Regions from separate parts of the Mus musculus genome. Here region 1 is linked to region 2. A link is a contact called in public Micro-C data. All regions are on one chromosome and are shown on one strand. The core of a region is the stretch at or near the end of the contact, and the rest is flanking DNA. Distances in the headings are between cores, read along the strand shown.

Evidence for each region. Hi-C and Micro-C count contacts between places; a contact is called where the count stands out from the background.
Region 1: a Micro-C map of granulosa cells shows a contact between it and region 2, with 2.9 times the contacts expected there. The contact joins two enhancer-like sites. A contact is called at or near these places in 1 of 15 datasets of contacts at CTCF or cohesin (large pre-B cells), 18 of 484 Hi-C or Micro-C datasets (the C10 cell line, the C2C12 cell line, DN3 thymocytes and 13 more) and 4 of 115 datasets of contacts at active chromatin or transcription factors (CD8 T cells, the HPC-7 cell line, the SCID.adh cell line and 1 more).

The regions. Positions count from the first base shown.
Region 1 is chr16:93,288,610-93,294,450 of GRCm38.p6, reverse strand. No RefSeq gene overlaps it. Among named protein-coding and RNA genes, the nearest start is that of Gm30588, 29 kb to the right of the region's middle. Within about 2 kb of position 1,335, at least 98 of the 459 cell types and tissues checked have an H3K27ac peak or open chromatin away from gene starts, as enhancers often do. A contact at or near this core is called in the C2C12 cell line, the G1E-ER4 cell line and granulosa cells, where this site is marked.
Region 2 is chr16:93,216,148-93,222,271 of GRCm38.p6, reverse strand. No RefSeq gene overlaps it. Among named protein-coding and RNA genes, the nearest start is that of Gm30530, 25 kb to the right of the region's middle. Within about 2 kb of position 1,556, at least 9 of the 459 cell types and tissues checked have an H3K27ac peak or open chromatin away from gene starts, as enhancers often do. A contact at or near this core is called in the C2C12 cell line, the G1E-ER4 cell line and granulosa cells, where this site is marked.

The DNA.
Region 1 (5,841 bases), core at 86-2,585, 72 kb before region 2:
CATCTTTAGAAATGACAGGTGACTGGGGGAATCTCAGTGGAATTTAGCGAACCAGGTCCATGCAGCCTGCAGAAACGGTGTCTTCACTTCTGTATGGCTGTGGGGTCGTCACGGCCACTTGTCTACCATGAAGAGGTAGGAAAACCCTTTGGACTTCAACTGAGATGCCAGTCCCATGGCCAGCTATCTCCTTGTATGTCCCTTTCAACTGAAAAAGACATCATGTGATAACAGTTTTTATTTTTTTCCTGTTAATTATATTTTCCCTCCATTTGTAACAGCAATGAATACACTTAGAGAGATGGACTCTTTTGTGCTACAACAAACAAGCAAGGACATAAAGTAAACAAATGTTTCATAAGAGATAAGCAAAAGCTGCAATTATTACCATATGTAGTCGGTTTGTCTATCACCTGTCTGCATATCACCTATCTGTCTGTCTGTCTGTCTATCTATGCATCTATAAATCTATCTATCTATCATACATCTATCTATGTATCTATCCAAACACAGAGGAGGGAAGAAAGGGGAGAAGGGAGAGGGAGGGAGGGAGGAGAGAGAGAGAGAGAGAGAGAGAGAGAGAGAGAGAGAGAGAGAGAGAGAGAGAGAGAGAGAGAGAGAGAGAGAGAGAATCCTTTAGGAGAAAGGATTTGTCACATTCTGTGTTTGTAAGCAACTTTACTATTGTAGACAGTCAGTGTATTATCACGATGGCCCCTGGTGTATGTGCCATTACTGAGTATTTGGGGGGTGGGTTCAGGTTCTAGTTCTGTAGCCCCAAGTCCTTGGAGCACCATTTCTTAAAGCATTCTGTTTTAATCGTGTTCTTATGTGATTCATAGAGTGAAGTAAAGTTTTAAGGTAAATCTTATTAGGATGTGACTATTCTAATTTGAACCAAACAGAAATTCAGTTCCCGAACTTCTCTGGTATGCGCTCAGCAGGAGACCTGTGAAGTGAGCAAGACCTCTGCCCCTCCCTCTGACAGGCGACAGGCCTTCCCTGGTGTCAAGGTTGCTGGTGGAGGAAATGAAACCAGGACAACAGGGACAAAGATCATATAGCTACAGAACAGCAAGAAACTTGAAGAATCCGTGGCTTGAGTCTCCCTTTCCTCAAGGCTTCCAGTGGGTCTCGCGGCTTGGTCCAGGCAGTTGATGGGGTGGAATGCTGAGTGTGGGGGAGACTAAGTCTAATACAACGGGCAGCGAGCATGCCTGTGTGTCCTCCAGGGGGAGACATTTCTCTTTCTCCCATGGCTGTGTGTTACCCAAAGCTAAGGTGGTCAGTGACACATTTGCAAGGCATGTCTCTGGGACACAGAGCAGAACAGGCTTGCAGAGCAGCTGCCCTCTGTGAGACTGAAGACCGAACGACTGTCTGTTTGCCCTCCAGTCCACACTGTCTAGAGGCCAACTGCTGCTCCTGGCCAGCAGCGCCTCAGGCCTTCCCATCACCACCCCAGAGAAAACCGTCAGAAGAGCATTGGCAGTTGTATGTTCTTACAGGAGGCCTGGAGTGTCCTGTAGGGACCACCGTAGGGACAATAAGAGCCAGGGACATAGCCTGGCACTTGAAAGATCTGCCACACTGCCCAGTTTGATTTTACGTTTCTCCCTTTCAGCCACTGTTTAGCTGTTCAGTTTACTAGAAATGTCTGTAGTTCTTAAGTGGCTGGTGGCCATTTTTCAAGGACTTTCTTTCTTGGTGTCATTCCTCTTAAAGAATGAACTGCGCAACCACATGCGTCTAGGAGGGTGGGCGAGAGAAAGGAGCAGGCACAGGATTCAAAGAAGTCAATTTAGCTACTTATTAACCGTGCCTGGAAATGTGAAGAGGAAAAGGTGGGAACTAATGACTCCAATGGGTGTTTGAAAAGAACTGGCTCTTTTGTTCCCAGCTCCGTGAACCCTCTCTTTGGAGAACCCAGAGCTGGTCCTCAGTCAATGAGTGTGGCAAGGATCATTTCAAGAACAAATTGAGGAAACGTAGGCACGGGTCTTTCATCGCCTTTTCGCGGTGATTAGATTTATTTACCTCCCTTGCTGGCCCCTTCTCTTTCATGCTTTCCAACCGCTTTAAAATCAAGAGTGAAAAATGAAACCGAGTTCCGGCTTTTAAGAAAATGAGAGAGGGTGGGGGCTGGGCTGGCTGACAGGTGCACACTTCCTGGGAGCCAGAGAATAGCAAGAAGTTTAAGAAAAGAACTGTGTGACCATAGCTGGCCTTGCCTGGGAGAAAGTCACTAATTGAAAGTCTGGCCAACGTTAAATGTGCTGGTGAAGTGCACTGATTTATTGGGACCAGTGTGGGGGAAAGGTCTGTGGAGCAAATTGAAAGAACAAACAGGGAAACGGTGTGTTTTCCTCGCCGAGAGATAGCTCCAAACGTTTGTAAAAATCACTTTGTATTTCAATCCCCCTGCAAAACGGTGAAAAGTTCTGGTTCCTAACTTCTAAGAGTTACTGTGAAAACCCTTACAACATCCCTAAGGTGTTCCTTCCTTGCGTGGGATCCTGTCATCCTCGTGACCGTGTGAGTTCGGGGGGAAGCAGAATTTTGTGAAAATGTTTCTCTACTTTAGACTTTTCTACAACTTTCTACCCAATTAGAGGATGTTAGTGGGGTTTGCTGCGTAGTGTGCTGGTATTTTGTGACTCGCAGGCGCTGATCTGTTTCCCTGGCTGTCTCACAGTTCATGAAGAAGTCTGCTCTAAAAAATGGCTTCTCACCATTCTGAGGGCCATCCCATCCCATCCCATCCCATCCCCCCCACCCCATCCCACCCCACCCCACCCCATCCCATCCCATCCCACCCCATCCCACCCCACTCCATCCCATCCCATCCCACCCCACCCTACCCCATCCCACCCCACCCCACCCCATCCCATCCCACCCCACCCTACCCCATCCCGTCCCATCCCATCTCACCCCACCCTACCCCATCCCACCCCACCCCACCCCATCCCATCCCACCCCACCCTACCCCATCCCATCCCACCCCACCCCATCCCATCCCACCCCACCCTACCCCATCCCATCCCATCCCATCCCATCCCCCCCACCCCATCCCACCCCACCCCACCCCATCCCATCCCATCCCACCCCATCCCACCCCACCCTATCCCATCCCATCCCATCCCATCCCATCCCACCCCATCCCACCCACCCCATCCCATCCCCTCTTCATCCTTCTCTACTGGGTTCTCAAGGCTTGCCCTGAGTCAGTTATGGGTATGCAGCATTTACATTGCCATTATCAGTGACAACATGCAGGGACCTTAGTGGCACTTGGGAGTTAGAATGCCTTCATCTTGGAGATGAGGAGACACAGGTCCACAGAGGTAAAGAGAAGCATCCAAGGCCTCGACGTGTTTATTTCATTGATTTCTAGAATCAAAAGTTATGAATCCCTTACTCCGAGGCTGCAAGACTCATTCAGTGTAGTACATCACAGAGTGGGAGGGAGGAGGGGGAGGGCTGCACAGAGTGAATGAGAAGTGTATGTGTAGCCACAGCTTGCTATTCAGGAATCTTTTCTCTGTGTTAAAAACGTCATCAAATTAGAAGTATAAGCATGCATCTTTGTCCTATTCGAGAAGCCTGACTTGCTGTCACTAGAAGTCATATTTGTCAGAAAATGGGCATCAACTTTTAGGACAAGATTTATTTCTGGTATTTCTCTCTTTCTCTCTTGCACATGTATGTGTGTTGTGTGTGCATATGCACATATGTATGGGCACATGCATAACAGTGTGTAGGTATATGCGTGTACATGCAAGTACACATGTGAAAGCCAGAGGTTGAGGCTGGTGTTTTCCACTATTAACTTTATCTTTTGAGAAACATTTGTCCCTGAACCCAGAGCTCACCGGGCTGTGGCCTGACACTGCACCCCTCCCTCCCTCCCCCTCCCTCAGCTGTGACAGGGTTGCAGACACCTGTGCCTGGCTCCCTACGTACATGCTGGGGTTCCAAGTGTTTATACGGCAGGTACTTTATGCCTTCTGCACCATCTCTCTCATTTCTACCCTGCTCTTACAGTCAGGTCTCTCATTGGCTGGGAGCCTGCCGATTTGATAAGGCTGGCTGACCAGTGAGCTCCAGGGATCTGCCTGCTCTGCTTCCACAGTGCTGGTGCCCAGAGCGTGGGCCATCGTGCCACATGGGTTCAGGGGATTGAACTCATGTCCTTCTGTGTGCCAAGCACTTCAGATATTGAGCTGTCTCCCAGCTGTGCTATCATGATCTTAAAATAGTGTTGCATTAGTACAGTTTTATAGCACTCACTAATGTGACAATGTATATTTTATCTCTAAATTGACTGATAAGTACTGATTTAGACAGCCTGTGATGCAGTGTCCTACATACCTACATCTTCCTACCTGTGTCTGAAAATAAATGCTTGTGTCTTGAGTCCATCTAATGGCACGCTATGTTGACTTTGAGTTGTGACTCTGGGTACATTGGAGATGTTCACTCTATACGCTCATGGGAAAGTTTGAGGGAAACCAGGAAGATACTGTAGGTAAATACCTCTTTAGTCCTCCCACAACTGAATAAAAGATTTTTACTGAATACCAAGCTCCCAAACAAACTTGAATACAGTCTTTCTTTCTTTCTTTCTTTCTTTCTTTCTTTCTTTCTTTCTTTCTTTCTTTCTTTCTTTCTTTCTTTCTTTCTTTCTTTCTTTCCTTCTCTCTCTCTCTCTCTGTCTCTCTCTCTCTCTGTCTCTCTCTCTCTCTCTCTCTGTCTCTCTCTCTCCCTCTCTCCCTCTCTCCCTCTCTCCCTCCCCCCCCCTCTCTTTCTTTGGTGGTGTTGTAGATGGATACCTAGTGTTCACACACATGCCAGGCAAATGCTCTACCACTGAGCTATATCCCCACACCCCAGCCCTTAGAGCCACTCTTTGCAGAAGCATGTAACTATAAGTTAAAGTATGCCCCTTAAAAATACCAATAAAATGTAATGAAACTATTATATTTTAAGTAGCAGCAAAGCACTGTTTTTTTCTAGGAATAAAAATGGAAAGCTATAAGCAGCACTTAGGAAGGAGAGTGTGGGACTCTGATTAAAGAACACGAAAAACCAGAAGCTTGAGCAGGGGAATAGCTCATGATGTCAAGGAGATTCTGGCGTGTTGTAATCCATCATATGAAGATGCCAGGGTGCTGGGCAGTGGTGGCGCATGCCTTTAATCCCAGCACTTGGGAGGCAGAGGCAGGTGGAGTTCCAGGACAGACAGGACTACACAGAGAAACCCTGAGATGTCAGAGCAAAATCTGAGCCCAGTTCCAGAGTCCCTATTATCTATCTGAAGCTTGAAAACAACACTAATTCATTTGGGGAAAAAAAACTATAAGAGAGTAGTCAAGACTGCTCTAAAGTCACAATGAGATGTGAGGAGACAGTGACAGGGAGCACGGGCGAACCACATTTTAAATGGTTTTAACATTATCTGCAGTGTTGGATAATTATCCATCTGAACCTGGATAATGAATGTACACATTTGTTATATAGGGTACTCCAGAAATCACTCAAGACTTAAAGGGAATGCAAATATATAGAACCTTATATACACAAATGTGGCATTCCATCCATAAATTAAAAAATAATTCAATAAATCATGCCCATATGATTTACTTCTATTTGGATAAAAAAAAAAAAAAAAAAAAACTACAGTCATTGCCGAAACAGGAGAAAAAACTTCAAACAGATGACCAAGTTAATTAAATGATCCTTCTAGAGCCTGGAAAATATTTACACACACACACACACACACATACACACACACACACACACACACACACACACACACACACCACACACACACGTATAATC
Region 2 (6,124 bases), core at 307-2,806:
TGGAAAGTTGGAGTCATTAAACTCTCTGTGTGCACTGCCATTGAGGTGCTGCCTCCAACAAAGCCACGCATCCTAACCCTCCCCAGAGGTTTCTACCAACTGGGGATCAAATGCTCAAATGTCTGAGACTATGGGAGACAGTCTCATTCAACTACCATGGGATAGCATGCTCCTCACTGAGATCAGTCCCTGGTTAGACAGGACAGAGACAACTGTTCTCTTGGGTCTGTGAGAAACCAGGAAACAGGTTTCTCACCAGACAGAGAATCTGTCCAGACTCTGCTTCGGTAGCTTGAGCTGATGGTGATGACATCTGACCAGGCATTTGCCATTGGAAAAACTGATTATGTCCCTGCTTCTTCTGTCCATGGATCAGAGAAAGAGTCTCTGAGGACCAGGCCCCTCCACCAAATGTGTTATCCCTTTATCAACCCCGTTTTGCTATCTATAGCACCACGCCTTCAGAAGTCTTTGGTTGCTGTAACTAAAGTACTCTAGAAAGAGGACTGTGAGCTCTGGAGCTGACCCTCTCACCTCTTGGTGCTGGGGAGTCTGGGATTGAAGAACTAGCATATTTGGTGTCTGGTGTGGACCCATGACTTGCTAGATGCTCTCACCGTGGTGGCCTCATGACAAGCTCACTGGAGCTCCCCAAAAGACATTAATCCCATCACCAGCACCCTCCCAATCAACTTCCAAAGTGTCCTTCTAAAAGTGTCACTGTGAGGACAAAGATTTCAAAATATGAATTTTTGGAGAGATATGAAAGTCCAGTCAAGGGTCTGAGGAATATGATTTAGTTGGCAAAGCACTTACAGAAGCTGTGTAAAAAATGCCAGACATAGTGGTATGTGCTTGTAATCCCAGACCTGGGCAGGGAGGCAGAGATGGGTGGATCCCTGGGACATTCTGACTAAGGCCTAGTCTAATTGGTGAGGTGACATTGATATGTAAATTTGAATGGGAAATCAATTCAGTTGATAATACTCTCTACAAGCACCCCCACATTACTGAACGAGGTAAACCTAAGAATTATCTTTGGTGAGATTTATCAGCTGGGTATGATGATTAGTTAACTTTGTACATCAACCTGACTGTGTTCAGGGATGCCCATATGTATGGTAAAACATTATGTGCGGGTGTGTCTGAGAAGGTGTTTCTGGAAGAAATAAGTGTCTGGACCAGTAGAGAGGACACAGATGGCCCTCACCAACACATGCAGTTCAGCGAATTATCAAAAGGTCCGAAGAAAACAAAGGTTAGAGGAAGGACACCTTTTCTCTTTATGAGAGTGGACATCTATCTCTTCTTGGACTCTGGGCCATCTATTCCTCCTGCCCTTGGACTCTGGGATATCTATCCCTTCCCACCCTTGGACCAGGAGACATCCACCTCTCCCATCCTTGGACTATGGAACAATCATCCCTCCTTCCTGTAGACTCTAGGATATCCACCCTTTTCTGACCTTGGACTCTGGGATGTCTACCCCTCCTGCCCTTGGACCATGACACATCAACTTCTCCTGCCCTTGGACCATGAGTCATCAACCCTTTCTTGGACTATGGGACATTCATCCCTTCCTGCCCTTGAACTATAAGACATCCACCCCTCCTGCTCTTAGACTATGAGACATCCACCCCCGCCCGCACTCTTGGATGATGAGACATCAGCTCCTCTTGCCCTTGGTCTATGAAACGTCCATCATTCTTGCCCTTGGTCTATGAGAAATCAGTCCCTCCTGCCCCTGGACTCTAGGACATCCATTCCTTATTGACTTTAGATCTTAAAGTCCTTAGGTCTCTATCCTGTGGATTGAACAAGTTATGTAGCAGTTTTCCTGGCATTCCACTTGTTTAAGGCAAACTGAGGGACTGGTCAGTCTCTGCAGCTGCATGAGCCAACCTCCTTGTTCAATCATCTTGTAAAAATGAATGTCTCCCACTGGCTCTTCCTCTCTGCAACCATACTGCAACAGGGGAAATGGAGGGTCTCCTCTGGGAGGCTTCTCTGTTCTTAGACTATCATTTAGGAATACACTGCTTTAAGTCAAATAAATTAAAGCATAAGTTGAGTGTATGTGGATACACTAGTGCATACAGACAAATGTACATAGAGACATAGATATATGTATAAACACATGCACAGACACACACACGTGCACACACACACACAAAGTCTCATTGTTCTTATAATCTATGCAGTGGTATTTCACTGATATAAGACTATTAAATGTTGGCATGTTAAAGAGAAAGAAAGAAAACATTTGCCACGTGAATCTTTCTGGGACAGTCACGGTGGGTAAGCAAGTTTTGTCGTTTGCAGCACACGCTGATAAAGGCGTATCCAATCAACCTCAAGCCGCTGATAAAACTGGCTCTTTAGCTCTGATAACCTACGCAATCTATGGCACAATATTGCACACTCATAGGACAGATACCACAAGTAGTCATGCCATGATATAAAGCATCGCTTCCAGAATAAGTAAAAGCAGCCAGTTACATGGTGTATCTTACTTAAATCAGCCAGCTTCATAAATCCTCACACGCACAGACTGCATGCACAAACGCTGAGTGGGTAAATCTATCAGACAGATAATCTAAAAGTTTTCTCTAGCACTTGTACAAAGCTCCTTACAAGTAATCCACTATCGGTGTGCCAAAGTTTTACTGCAGTGTTTTCCAGTTAAGCTACTGTCATGGTCAAATCCCATGCAAAGATTGTCACGTACCCAACCAATCTTAAAAGAGCTGATATCCCCCAACCCCCCAAAAGGGACAAAGGCAGTTTCAGAAGGAAGTAAATGTTTGATGCTAGCCCTTGCGAGGGTCTCATTCACAACCAGACACTCTCATATTGAATTGGGACTTTAGCAAGGTGGTTCAGGAAGAAAGATGTCTAAATGGCTCTGTGGCAGGCACAGCGGTGGAGAAGGGCAGAGATGTGGTCAGGCCATGTAAAACACGGTAAGGAATATAGTCAGTCCACGAAAATATAGATAATGCCTCTTTTTCTTAACAGAAGAAAACAATCGACAGATCAATAATCTTTCCATAAAGAGTCATAGTCAGACTGCATGGTGGACTGCCTTCTTCCTGGGTCATTTCTGGCTTCACTGGGAACACCGAGCTGAGAGCCAGCAGTTTTACCAGTACCGATTAGAATCATGAGCCGTGAGGCCTTTGCAAGAAGACTCTTGCAATCGGAAGCTCTGAGATATGGCTTCCCTAGGCTACACAGAAGTGTATTAAAAAGTGTTGTCCTATTGACAACATTAAGTCAAGATTCTCCCTGATGGTGTCACTAAGCACCAAGCTGTCCTGGCGCCAATGTTGCCGAACTGTCTCATTTCCAAAGTGCTAACAGAGTGGTAAGTGCAGGGTCTTATTTTGAAAACACAGAGTCTGATCACGTCTATAGCTGTTTAGATGGAAAGCGGAGACAGCTAAACAACTTGTTTACAAAGAGAGACACAGCTAGGTTTTCTCGTGCCTCTCTCTGACCGCAAAGGCAGTTCTTCCTGGCAATCAATTAGCCTGGGTGGGGAGACAGCGCTCCTTGGGTATGTAATTTCCCATGTGGAATGGTCCAGGAGGAAAGCTGAGCAGTCCTGAGGATGCACTTAGAGGGTTGGACTGGGGTTCCTCGGGAATGGCTGTGATATGAGGGGACGCCCCCTATTGGACGAATGAGGACGTACACCAGAATAGAATCGTCCCACCAGGGGTTCTCAAAACCTTGGCTCTCCCAGTCTCCCTTGCTACCCCTATTAGTGATGTATGGTCTTGTGTAGTCCCGTCCGGCTTTAAACTCACTATGTAGCTGAGAATGACCTTAATTAAGCTTCAACCCTCTCATCTCTCTCTCCCAAGTTCCGGGACTGCAAGTGTGCATCTTTACACAGGCTTTCTGCACACAAGGCAACCTGTATATTGAGCTACATTTCCAGCCCAAGCCCCAGTGCTCTGGACCTCCTGGGCTGGGCTGACACTTTTACCCCGTGTGTTGAGCATTCGGTAGAATCTTCCCACCTGGCACCTGCAAGATGCCGCCGGCGGCACCCAACTTCTTTCCAGTTGTAATAACAGTATCTCCAATCATCCTGTTTGGGAGCCATCCCTAGAGAAACGACGTTTCTTCGTTTTCAGATGGAGTATTTCAAGGGTTAATCTCCCCCCCCCCTTTCTAAATGCAGATTGACACTTGGCTATCCTCTCTCCCCTCTCAGCTGAGTGCCGGGGCTATAAGATTACATATTGGCTAATACTCTCATCTCTAACCCGAAGCTTTGAAAGGAAACAGCTTTTATCTTCTCAGTTACAAGGAGGGGAGGGGATGGTTCGGATCTCCATTGCTTTGCCTGCAAATTTTAATCCTTTAATCGCCTTCCCACTGAAGCTGGGGAGCTGGGCTGAGGATCCACCTGCTCTCCCATTCTAGGTCTTAGGTCTGCTGGAATCCTGGGAAAACTCACTTCCTTCCTGACAGCCAAGGCAACCAGGTTTTGGGCAGAGATAACTTCAGGCTTCTGGGGTTGTAGCTAGGAGGAAGCAGGAGATTGGCCCCTCTGTGGTCCTGTCTCCCTCCTGGCTCCAGAGCAGGTGCTAGCTGTATGCCACAGTTAGAATTTTTATTCTGTCCTCGACGGGACCAAATGGCTTCTTTATGTGGTGGGAAGCTTGCCATTTTGCTTCATGTTCTAGCCTCAGTGAAATAAAAGGAAACAAAATTTCAAAACCAACAATAACAGTATTTCTTTTTGCAGACTCAACGATGGAGCAAAGCTAGCTAATCTTGTATTTTACACGCATTCGCTAAGAGGGGATCTGCCTTTGGCTTTCTTCAGAGTCGGAGGAGAAGGAGGTCCCGACCCCTGTGTTGTGACATCTAAGATTTGTGAGGGTCCAGTTTCCAAGGCTGTTCTTATCTGGGGGACACGACTGTGGGAATCTACCCCTCTCACTGTTAACATTAGGTTGTAAATTATCTGGCTCCAGTATTCTCTAATTGTTTCTCTGGGAAACAGTCCCACTGCATCTTGCCCTTCAGAGGATGTGTGAAAACACGTGTCTGTCTGCCCAGTGCGGGCATTTCGCATGCGACTCCCAACAAGCATTCCATTTGGTCGGAGGTGCTTCTCCATGTGGAACCTGCCACACAGAGCTCCATTTTCACTCAGAGGAGGATGAGAGAGGGTTTGTTTTGAGCCAACTTTGAGTGACATGGCCTGGGGATACAGATTCAGGCTGCCTCAAGAGATGTTCAGTGTCACATTTGAAACCGCTAGTCATAAAGCCAAAGAGGAAGGTGAGGGTTGTACATTTTCAGGTTCATATTTTACTAGAAATTGCACAGAAAGACACAGTGAGAAATTATGTGTGTGTGCATGTGTGTGTGCGTGTATGTGTGTGTGTGCGTGCGTGTGTGTGTGTGTGTGTGTGTGTGTGTGTGTGTGTATAGTGGTTTTTCAAGACAGGGTTTCTCTGTATAGCCCTGGCTGTCCTGGAACTCACTCTGTAGACCAGGCTGACATTGAACTCAGAAATCTACCTGCCTCTGCCTCCCAAGTGCTGGGATTAAAGGCGTGTATCACCAACTGCCCGTCTGAGAAATATATTTTTACCATGGTTTTCTTTAAATAATTTTAATTGTCTATCACTACCACTCTCCAAATCAGGAGCATTTCCTCCCACTGGTAGTTCATATAATTTCTGTTTATTCAGAAGTCTTCTTGGGCTAGCAACATATCTCAGTGGGAGAGTGCTTAAGCCCATACAGAAAGACCTGGGTTCCCTCTCCAGCACTGGATAAACCAGATGTGGTGGTGCAAAGCCTGTAATCACAGCACTCAGGGTGCAGGCAGGGGATTCAGAGGTGCAAGGTGAGCCTCCAGCTATATAAGGAGTTTTAGGCTAGCCTGGGGTACCTGAGGCTTTGTGTCTGTGATACATGAAGGCCATTGTGTTTTTGTCACACCCTAGATGCTCCAGCTGTCTAGTGGGCTGCTATAGCTCAGTGGTGAAGCCCAGTCCTGGGAGCTGGCCCCTCGCTTTGCTCACGAATGACTTGGGTGATTATAGACTCTGGTTTTCTCATCATAAAACAAGAAAGAGATTATTGGCTAAGA